2 separate regions of the Hordeum vulgare genome follow, and region 2 is linked to region 1. The links are chromatin contacts, called in public Hi-C maps. All regions are on one chromosome and are shown on one strand. Each heading gives the region's core, a stretch centred on a gene start, on an enhancer-like site or on the middle of the called end of the contact. The rest is flanking DNA. Distances are from core to core; before and after follow the strand shown.

Evidence for each region. Hi-C and Micro-C count contacts between places; a contact is called where the count stands out from the background.
Region 2: a Hi-C map of seedling shows a contact between it and region 1, with 4 times the contacts expected there. The contact joins the promoter of LOC123444045 here to the promoter of LOC123444042 in region 1. A contact is called at or near these places in 2 of 6 Hi-C or Micro-C datasets (leaf and seedling).

What each region holds. Positions count from the first base shown.
Region 1 is chr3H:416,546,372-416,551,312 of MorexV3_pseudomolecules_assembly, reverse strand. LOC123444042 (probable WRKY transcription factor 48) reads left to right here and starts at 2,513. Exons shown (of 3, transcript XM_045120644.1): 1 at 2,513-3,225; 2 at 4,165-4,326; 3 at 4,500-4,941. The coding sequence starts at 2,825.
Region 2 is chr3H:417,304,822-417,309,762 of MorexV3_pseudomolecules_assembly, reverse strand. LOC123444045 (high mobility group B protein 14) reads right to left here and starts at 2,764. Exons shown (of 5, transcript XM_045120646.1): 1 at 2,500-2,764; 2 at 1,287-1,344; 3 at 1,165-1,209; 4 at 217-297; 5 at 1-135. The coding sequence starts at 2,678. The coding sequence ends at 103. It overlaps LOC123444044 (lipid phosphate phosphatase 2-like), which reads left to right and starts at 3,573. Exons shown (of 7, transcript XM_045120645.1): 1 at 3,573-3,974; 2 at 4,074-4,161; 3 at 4,258-4,367; 4 at 4,470-4,563; 5 at 4,717-4,905. The coding sequence starts at 3,741. LOC123445897 (a small nuclear RNA gene) reads left to right here and starts at 2,990; the gene lies at 2,990-3,140.

The DNA.
Region 1 (4,941 bases), core at 1,264-3,763:
CCTTAATAGGACCCATCTAAAATAAAGTTGTTTTGATCTCCTCGTTAGTGTATGGTCTGCACAATTCTTCATTCATGTCTGGTGACACCTTCTAAGGGATAGAGGCCACGACATCATCAATCGCAGCACAAGGTTCACATACAAGCCGACTAGTTTTTATATACGCGTGCATATACTCACATCTATGAACGGACACACGCATACCCTATCCTTATGAGGACATTGGAGAGACTGAGCCGACATATCATCTTGAAATTTACGAAGTCATCGTAGACGCATCGTCGTCAACAGAAACGTCTCCTTCAACTAAAAGCATATCGTCGAAAATTCGACATATCATCTTGAAATTTATGAAGTTACAAGTTACCGTAGACGCATCGTCGTTAACAGAAATGTATCCTTCAACTGAAAGCATATCGTCAAAAATTCTGAAATAAATTCAAAAATAATACAACCACCACAACTTAAACCCTAATGAGATGGGGATACCACTCTCTAACCATCCGACTAGTTTAGGACTGAAGTTTGTGGACCGCGGTTTGCTTAACCAGATCCAAGCACCTGGTGTCGTCTGGACGTCCAACTTGCTGTGTTCAGCACAGAATACGAACCCAAACCAAATCTATGAATGACGCTAACGAGCAGTCCGTAGTACGGCACGGAGATTTTAACAGTCCTGCAAGTGCATCATCATCATGTTGATTATATATAGGAGTATAAAAGAAAATCAAAAACGTGTCATGTGGCATAAACGGTGGTCGTACGTAGAGAGAGAGAGAGAGAGGGGGGTTGGAGCCCGACCAGAGACCGACCAGCGGCAGGGCGTCGCAGTCCCCGGCTGGACCGAAACAAAAAGCAGGTGCGCGCAGCACCCACCAAGCAAGCTACCTCACCCGTCGCTGCTGCCACCACCCTCCAACGCCTTAAATGCGCCCGCACCGCACCGCGCCGGCCGCGCGGCCGCCGTACCGTACCGCCACACCGCCGCTCCGTGCTGGCTGACGATCGTGTCAGATCCAAATCGCCATGTGCTGCTGCGCGCACAGTGCCTGGACTGGACCGAGCGTGCCCCCCCGCGCGCGCCATCGATCGGGGCTCCCGCACCGGCGTTCACACCCCGCTCACGCACCCGGCCGCTTTCAGACGCCGGCCGCCCGGCACGGTTTTTTAGCCAGGAGACACGGTGTTGCCGGCGTTTGCGTGTAGCGTAAGCGTGGACGACGTGGAGGCCATGCTTGCGACCCATCGCTTTTCACATGGGACGTCGGGACGCAGAGCTGGCGCCGCGCCGCGTACCACGGTCTCAGGCCAGGCGCACCGCCACGGCACACGCAAAAAACCGGTGCACGAGCTGGACAGCCGATAGATGTATATAGTATATCCTATGACGTGCGGCGTTCTCTGTTCGGATTCACACGCTTTATATGTATGCACAAACTGTGACCATGTTTGTATCGCTTCAATCGGACACTCGAAGACGTATATATATAAAGATTCTGAAAGTTGACGCACACGAAAATGAATCATGCCCTGAAACAGCAGACTCGAACGGAGCGGAAATAGACACTGCCGCTACTACTCCTTGCCCTTGCGATATAAACGATCGGATGGTATATATGCGTAGCATGCACTTGTCATGATTGTGGGAGCCGAGTGAGTGACCAAACAGTAGCAGTCTCACTTAAAACTTAGGTCCCCGGTCACTTCGATCCCTTTTTATGACTGGATTGGAGTGGATTGGATTTCCTCCATACGCGCCTCTCCTGCAGCGAAACGGGAGCCGAAACAGGGATCGATCGGAAGGACGACGTGCAGAGTCATGCACGCACCGTCTCCGGACGGAAACCGGCCCCACCTGCCACCGCCAGATGGACCCCGCGCATGTTTATTCCCTCGGTCTCTCATCGACGACATCGTATGGCATGATGCAATGCCACCGCCACAGCCTGCATCACCGGCCGTCAGCTCTACAGATCGAGATCGGAGGGCGCAGGGCAGAGATCACGCTGGCGTGGGCGCGTAGGGCCCGGTCAAAGGGCGACGCACACGTGTCATGCCCCATCCGTCTGAACGATTGACCGCGGAGCCCGCGCTTTGACCCCTAACATGTGACCGGCTACCGCCGGTGCACGCCGCTGACTCACCACAGCCCCCGCCCGTGACCGTGGACCGTTCCCACCCCCACCATTACATTACACTACTACACTACATTACGGTGCCATTAGAATTAGAATTAGTAATTATTATACTCGCTCTTGTAGCTAGCTAGGTCTGGACTCTGAGATCTAAGCATAGAGTATCTTGCGGTTAAAACCGAGAGGAAGAAACCAAATGAGAGGGAAAGAGGCCAAGGAAGGAATGGACATCTATCTCATCTATCTCTTCTCTTTTGGGCCCAATCAATTAGCCCTTGTTTCTTTCACAAAAGCAAGCCGAAAAGCCAATGAGAAAAAAAAAATCCCCCCACCCAACCATCTCCCTCTCTCTCTATACTACATCACCGCTCCCTCTCTCTCTCTCTGAATCCCCAAGATATAGCCAAGAGCTGCGCTCCGTCTCGTTCTCTTGCGTTGCGCGCACACACACACCTCTCGCTGTCTCCTCGGCTTGCCTCACTAATCACTGCACCACCATACCACCACTACTAGTACCTCCCCCATATGCTTGCTTCCCTCTCGATCCCTCTCCTCCTCCCTTCAGTTTCATAAGCCCAGCGCCAGCCACAGCCCCAATCCCAAGAGCAATCGAGATTCGGGCTCCTGCACCATCTATCTCCAACGGACAAGAGCAAAGCGATACACCTACCATACCATAGCTAGCGCCTATGTCGGGCGAGTTCCAGTTCCAGGACGAGCTCGCGTCGCTCTTCACGCACCGGCCTGGGCCGGGGATGCAGCAGCAGCAGCAGCAGGAGCAGCAGGCGTCCTGGCTCGCCGACTACCTGCAGACGCCCATGGACTACGACCTGCTGTGCAGGGCGCTGGAGCTGCCGGCCGAGGAGGACGTCGTCAAGAGGGAGCTGGTGGTGGACACCACGCCCAGCGCCCTCACTCCCAGCGCCGGCGGGGGGACGCCCAACGCCACGTCGTCCATGTCGTCCTCCTCCAGCGAGGCGGGAGGAGGCCTCTGCGCCGGAGAGGGGGACTCGGCGGGGAGGTGCAAGAAGGAGGACGGCGACGGGGAGGAAGGCAAGGGGGGCGATGAGGGTGACAAGACCAAGAAAGGGTGAGTTGGACTGCGTTAGTTTCTCTCTATCTCTCTCATTTTCCGTGCCTTGATCTGAAATCTTGGGTGACCCTTTTGGCGAGTTCTTGGTCTCTCTTTTCTGACTGCTGCCTAATCCGTGTCTTGGTTTTTCTGTGATCTTGGATCAAGATTTGGGGGCGGGCTAGATTTCGCTTCCCTGAATTGCTCGCTGGCCATTCATTCATTCATGCCTTTTCTGTTCTTTTATTTTGTTCTTTATTCCCCCTTTAAGGTAGTTTGGCCGGCTGGCCAAGGTGTGAACTCGGCTAGGGTTTCACACTCAGCTTGCATGCCTGAGCCTGACAGTCAACAATAAATAAATAAATACATACATATATACATAATCTGATTTTGATTACTTGCTTCATCTCCAAAATCTTGATCCAAACTTGATCCAGAACAAATTTACCTCTTGCATTTTTTGTACTACTTTTACATATGCGTTGTTCATTTTTCCTCTTGTACCCCATGTTATGTATGTATGGCCCCATCTTGCAAAAATCATGCCCAATAATCTCTAGAATGGAGCCACCCCCAGTTAAGACTTAAGAGACCCTCCCCCATCTAGGATTTCCTCAGGTTCTACTTTGGTGCAACCTATCATATGCGCGCGTCTCCCACAAAATCCAAAGAGAAGAAAAGGGGGCAGCAAAAAGGCTAGCCGCAATGTGAACCTCCTAAAAACCATGTGCGCTCTCTTGCATAGACCAAGCCAACAACCATGTTTGAACGGGATCTCTTACATATCCTAGTCAGTCCATGGATCGATCGTAGTATGAACGAAATCTCTATCCGCCACTAGGAGTAGAGAGCTAAGCTATCGAGAGTCGAGACAGCCAAATGGTATACGATTCCGTGATCGCTTTCCGCTACCGATGTCTCATCTCACCGACGCGTAAATAATCGAAATCTTTTCAGGTCTGCGGCGGCGGCGAAGGGTGGCAAGGCCGGCAAGGGCGAGAAGCGGCCGCGGCAGCCGCGGGTCGCCTTCATGACCAAGAGCGAGGTCGACCACCTCGAGGACGGCTACCGCTGGCGCAAGTACGGCCAGAAGGCCGTCAAGAACAGCCCGTATCCCAGGTACGTATCAACGTATGTACGTACATACATGCATATATAGGTAGTTGCACCGCATGCGCACGGGCGATTTTGGTATATATGTACTCCTACATGTATAGGGACGAAGAATGGTTATGTATGCATGTGCTTGTGTTGTGCTGTGCTGTGCTGATAATGGCGATGGGTGGGTGCAGGAGCTACTACCGGTGCACGACGCAGAAGTGCGTGGTGAAGAAGAGGGTGGAGCGGTCGTTCCAGGACACGGCGGTGGTGATCACCACGTACGAGGGCAAGCACACGCACCCCATCCCCTCCGCGATCCGCGGCAGCACCCACCTCCTCGCCGCGCAGGCCGCGCACCTGCATCACCAGCACCACGCCCACCTCGCCATGATGCCGCAGATGGGCATGGGCGGCCGCGCCGGATCGCCGTTCGGCCGGAGCAGCGACGTACTGGGCGGCCTCCTGCAGCCGCGCGGCCACCACGGCATGACGCCGCCGATCATCGGCGCCGGTGCAGGCCACCAAACGTCCATCCAGGGCCTGGCCGGCTCAATCAGCGCCACGGCCACGGCCACCGCCCCGTCTCCACCGTCGCTCCAGATGCAGCACTTCATGGCGCCGGACTTTGGGCTC
Region 2 (4,941 bases), core at 1,515-4,014, 760 kb before region 1:
CATCTATTGATAACAGAATTCGTACAATGTTCAGGCACGTAATATACATTTGAATGATTCATCCATTTAACTTGTGGCATCATCAGAACCCAATGTTCACTTCTACTCTGATTCCTCGGACAATTCACCGTTTATCTGCATGAACAAGTAGGATAAAAAATGATTAGATGAACGAAAAAACAGGACAAAACATGTGCATACATGTACAACAGACACCTTTTTCTTGTTGTACTGAGCCATCGCCTTCTCAAACTCGGCACGCCTCTCGGTAGCTAGATCATAATACTTCACCTTTTCCTGGTGCGATGAACGAGGTGAAAATGTTATCAGTAGAATATGAAGCATAATGTATTGTCTAGCAGTTTTGGCAACATATTCTCCTTTTGTAAGCATACATTTGAATGGATCTTTGACAGTTACAAGACAGTTTTATAGTTCTACCGAATTATGTAATTTGGTCTTACACAAGTCAACGAGAAGTCAAAACTGCTAAATAATCATGTGTCAAATTACATTTCCTGAGAAATTTCACGATAATATGGCTGGCATAGCAAAGATGGGGAATTATCATCATCAATGTTAAGTGGATTCATATGTGTAGAACTGTCTACAAGGTAGGGACTTCAACTTTTTTAGTGTAGTTAGCTAAATGGAAACGATAAACCTACTAACCAACATGTAACCATAGTAAATACGCAATAGTGTACCATCATCAATAAGAATCTTAGCTTACATCCTACAAAATGAATTCTGAGTATACAGGTCATGAAACTTCCACTGTTAAATCTACAACCTGTGTCAGTGCATCCCTTCAGCTGTTTCTCTGCATTGGGATAAGCAATGAAATTGATCTAGCTACTCGGCACACCGACAAGGTCCAAGGGGCAGGCGGAAAAGGACGACATATTTGTTGTGAAAGTTGGATCTTGCTGAATAAAATATCAAGGCAAGGTCTTGCATTCCATGATTTGACATAGAAGCTTCTATTGATTTCCGATAACAAAACGGAAACAAGTGAATCATCAAAGAAACCAAACTACGTCTCCACTTCATATTCCTATCAACCATATTATACTACCAGAGAGCAACATGGTGTGATGACTAGCTACCTAATGCACCACAGACATCATCACTTCATCAGGCTATCAGAGGGAAAATACCAACCTCAAATGCCATTTTATTCCATTTCTCGCCGCATGCTTTCCCTACCTGCAGTGAAAGGTATATTACATTACAAGACTAAGAAAGCCAACTTGAAGCTTCAAATTTAAATGATGGAAACTTACATCCTGCATTGCTTTTACACTTGGATTTTCTTCCTGATACGTTTTCCGGAAATCCTCCCTTCAAAAGAATATAAAAGCTTCATTAAAATTGGTTCAGTGCAAGAGATGAAACATCTTAACCAGGGTAGCGAAATGATCATATAATCCTTTCTTGATCCCCATGGAAATTAACTGGGTTCTTGCGAAGAAACACCCATGTTTGCCTACAGATATTTCTAATTAGACGAAATACACAAACGTGAAACATAAGTAGTGCTGTGAAATCAGACATGTACTGAGGCATGCAATCTGTGAGTCGCACAAAGACCGAGGTAGGCATTTGGCAACATCAACTATTCAAATGTTTCTGGATACCGCAGCATGTTTGCATTATCTATTGAGCGCTGCTATGAGTACAACACATCCATGTATGATTTATGTCCGATGCACTCCATCCACCATCGGATGCAGTGTTTCAGCATTGTTCCACCATTTGATTTCAGTGTCGGATGCAAATCGTACATTGAAGATCGTATGTACATCAATTTTGTTACTTATTTGATCATTAGCCTGGTGCCCTGGTTAACAGTCTACGATGGACAGAGGAATATTATTTACCTCTGCAGTTATTATGTTCATGAATCATGATAGATTGATGTTGAACACCAGGACACGAGGAAGGAAGTTTGGTATTTGTGTTACACCTAAAGCCATGTGAAAAACCCAAAGGATAAGCAACCAATATGTTGAACGATGATGACTGGATGAAGCAGAATACGTTTATATGGTGCAGCGACAATGTCCTATAGCAGTTAATCTTTATCAGTACTTGAAGCATTTTGGAACATCAACTTTCGCATAAGTCAACAGCACACAGTACATTTTTGTTTATACGCACATCAGTAATTATTAACCGTTCCGGTGCTACTGATAAGCTGAAAACAGTTCGAATTGACCAAACAAATACTCCTCTGACAGTTAGACTGGGATAAACATCTCGAGGACACGGGGGCTCGCTCGAGTCCTCTTCTCCAGAACACCACTAAGGCACGCATCGATTCAAAGTTTCTCAACAGAACGCCGGCGAATCCCAAAAGCTGGACTGGGAGCGAGCAGTCCAGCCGAGAAGCCGGAGAAACCCCTAATACCGCATCCCAATTGCTTCTCAGCAGAGCAGTCGCCAGTTAGTAGACACGGGATCAGCTACAGATGAAGAATTCTAGGACATACGTACATGAAATAGAAGAAGGCGGTGGGGGGCTTCTTGGGGCGGCGGAGGTCGCCGAGGGTCCCCTTCTTCCGCGTCTCCGGCCTCGGCTTCGGCTTCGGCCTCGGCCTCGACCGGGGGCTCTCCACGGGGGGCAGCCGCACGGTGTTGAGTGGCTTCGGGGTGGTCTGCGACCTCGTCTTCATCCCGCGCTTCTCTCGGGCTCGCCGAGGCGTAGGTCGGCTTGCGGGAGGAGGAGGAAGAAGAAAGAAGCAGAGCAGCGCAGCGCAGCGCAGAGGAGGGGAGTACTCGGGATCACCTGGCTGCCGGGCTCCCGGGCTTTTTTGGGCCGTGGGAGGCCCGGCCCAGCAAGGATTGCTGGCCCGCCCGCTCCTTAAATCCTAATCCATCGAGCCGGTCGGGTTGTGTTGTTAGTTTTGTACCACATCGGTTGTGGAGGGAAGAGCGCGAGGGGTGGGCGAGTATAAGATGGGGTGGTGGGCGGAGGGGAGAAGGCATCTTTGCGCTTGGGGCAATGACGCAGCTAGTGAGGTTATACCGAGGCGCGTCAATTGCTGGTTGAAAACTATTTCCAAACCCCCTCTTTGGCCCTCCGGGGCCACTGAGAATTTCTGAAAGGGCTCCTTTCCTTCGGGGAGGGTAAAGCCCACAAATCCAACATTCAAACTGTTTATTATTCATTTTTATTTTTTGGTACCTGATCTGATTACGTTCACGTTAACATTATCATTTCTGTAACCAAACACCTCCTGAAGGATATGGTACCGTTGTGCTAGTTGCTTCTAAGTCGGTACTACTAAAGTTGTTTTTTCTGGTCTGCTTGTACAAGTGATGACGATGATGAGTTATAAATGACCTGGGAGCATTGACGGTTGATGCTGCAGTTACATATATAACCGACAAGCCGGGTAGTGGACCCAGTGGATACCGCGTGGCACGCGGTGCAATCGCTGTCCACACGCGGTGCAGCAAGTCAGTCAACCCACTGCAGTACCCCAGTCATTCAAAGTACATAGCCAAATTCCTTGGCAACTGCCAGTCGTTCTTCAAGTCCTCCATTCTGCGAGCTAGTATAAACAAGGGTTGATGCACCGTCCCAGAAACGAAATAAAAGAAAACGAAGTCGACCCAGAGCGGAGAGCAAATACGCCAACATCGCTGTCTCCACTCCTGCATTGGCGTTGCAGTTCACTAGAACGGATAAGTAGTGTTGGATCCACGTCCACCCCGGAGAGAGAGAGGCTGAGATGCAGGCGCCGGCCGGTACCAATGCTCCGGCGTGCCCGTCACCCGCGATGCTGTCGCATGGCGTCAGGATCGCCAGGTCGCACGCCTACGACTGGGTCGCGCTGCTCCTCCTCGTCGCCGTCGAAGGCGTCCTCAACGCCATCGAGCCGTTCCACCGGTTCGTCGGCGAAGACATGATCGCGGACCTCAGATACCCCATGAAGAGCAACACCGTCCCGGTCTGGGCCGTTGCGGTGCGTGCGACCCCTCCCGCGTGTTTACCCTGTCTGTCATTTAAATTTGAAAACTACACATCTCCTGAGCTTGAAGTTTACTTGAGTGTTTTCACGCAGGTCGTTGCTGTCATTGTGCCCGTGCTCATCTTCGTCGCAATATACATCTGGAGGAGGAATGCGTATGATTTGCACCATGCTATACTTGGTACCTTACTTGTTTATATTTTCATCTAAGTTCCTGATGGAAATGCAGTAGTTGTCCTCTTGGTTTCGCTCTGATGCACATTAGTTACACAAGCAGGTATTCTGTTCTCTGTGCTGATCACCGGCGTCCTGACCGATGCTATCAAGGATGCCGTGGGCCGTCCGCGCCCCAACTTCTTCTGGCGCTGCTTCCCTGATGGAATCGCTGTAATAACACTCCGATTTACTCACAAAGTCTAAGTGAATGAACTTCAGATATCCCCTTGCTGGCATCCAGACTTAGACTGGTTCGGTTCCCTTGCTGTCCAGGTGTACGACAACATCACCACAGCAGTCATATGCCACGGCGACGCCAGCGTGATCAAAGAAGGCCACAAGAGCTTCCCAAGTGGCCACTCTTCCTGTATGACTCGATTACGCCACTCACTTCATTAGATTCATCAGTTGCACAGTTACTGTCACAAACTGATGACAGCAACATAACGGTGTATGATTTTTCTACGTGTGCTATGTGCTCGAGGATAATAAGCTCGTTGTCATGCGGCGGGTGTTGCAGGGTCTTTTGCCGGCCTGGGGTTCCTGTCGTGGTACCTCGCCGGGAAGGTCGCCGTCTTCGACCGACGAGGGCACGTCGCCAAGCTGTGCGTCGTCATCCTGCCTCTCCTCGTCGCCGCTGTCATCGCCATCTCGCGGGTAGATGACTACTGGCACCATTGGCAGGACGTCTTCGCGGGCGGCATCCTTGGTTTGTGCTTCAGAATAAGCTCGCGCCTATTCATTG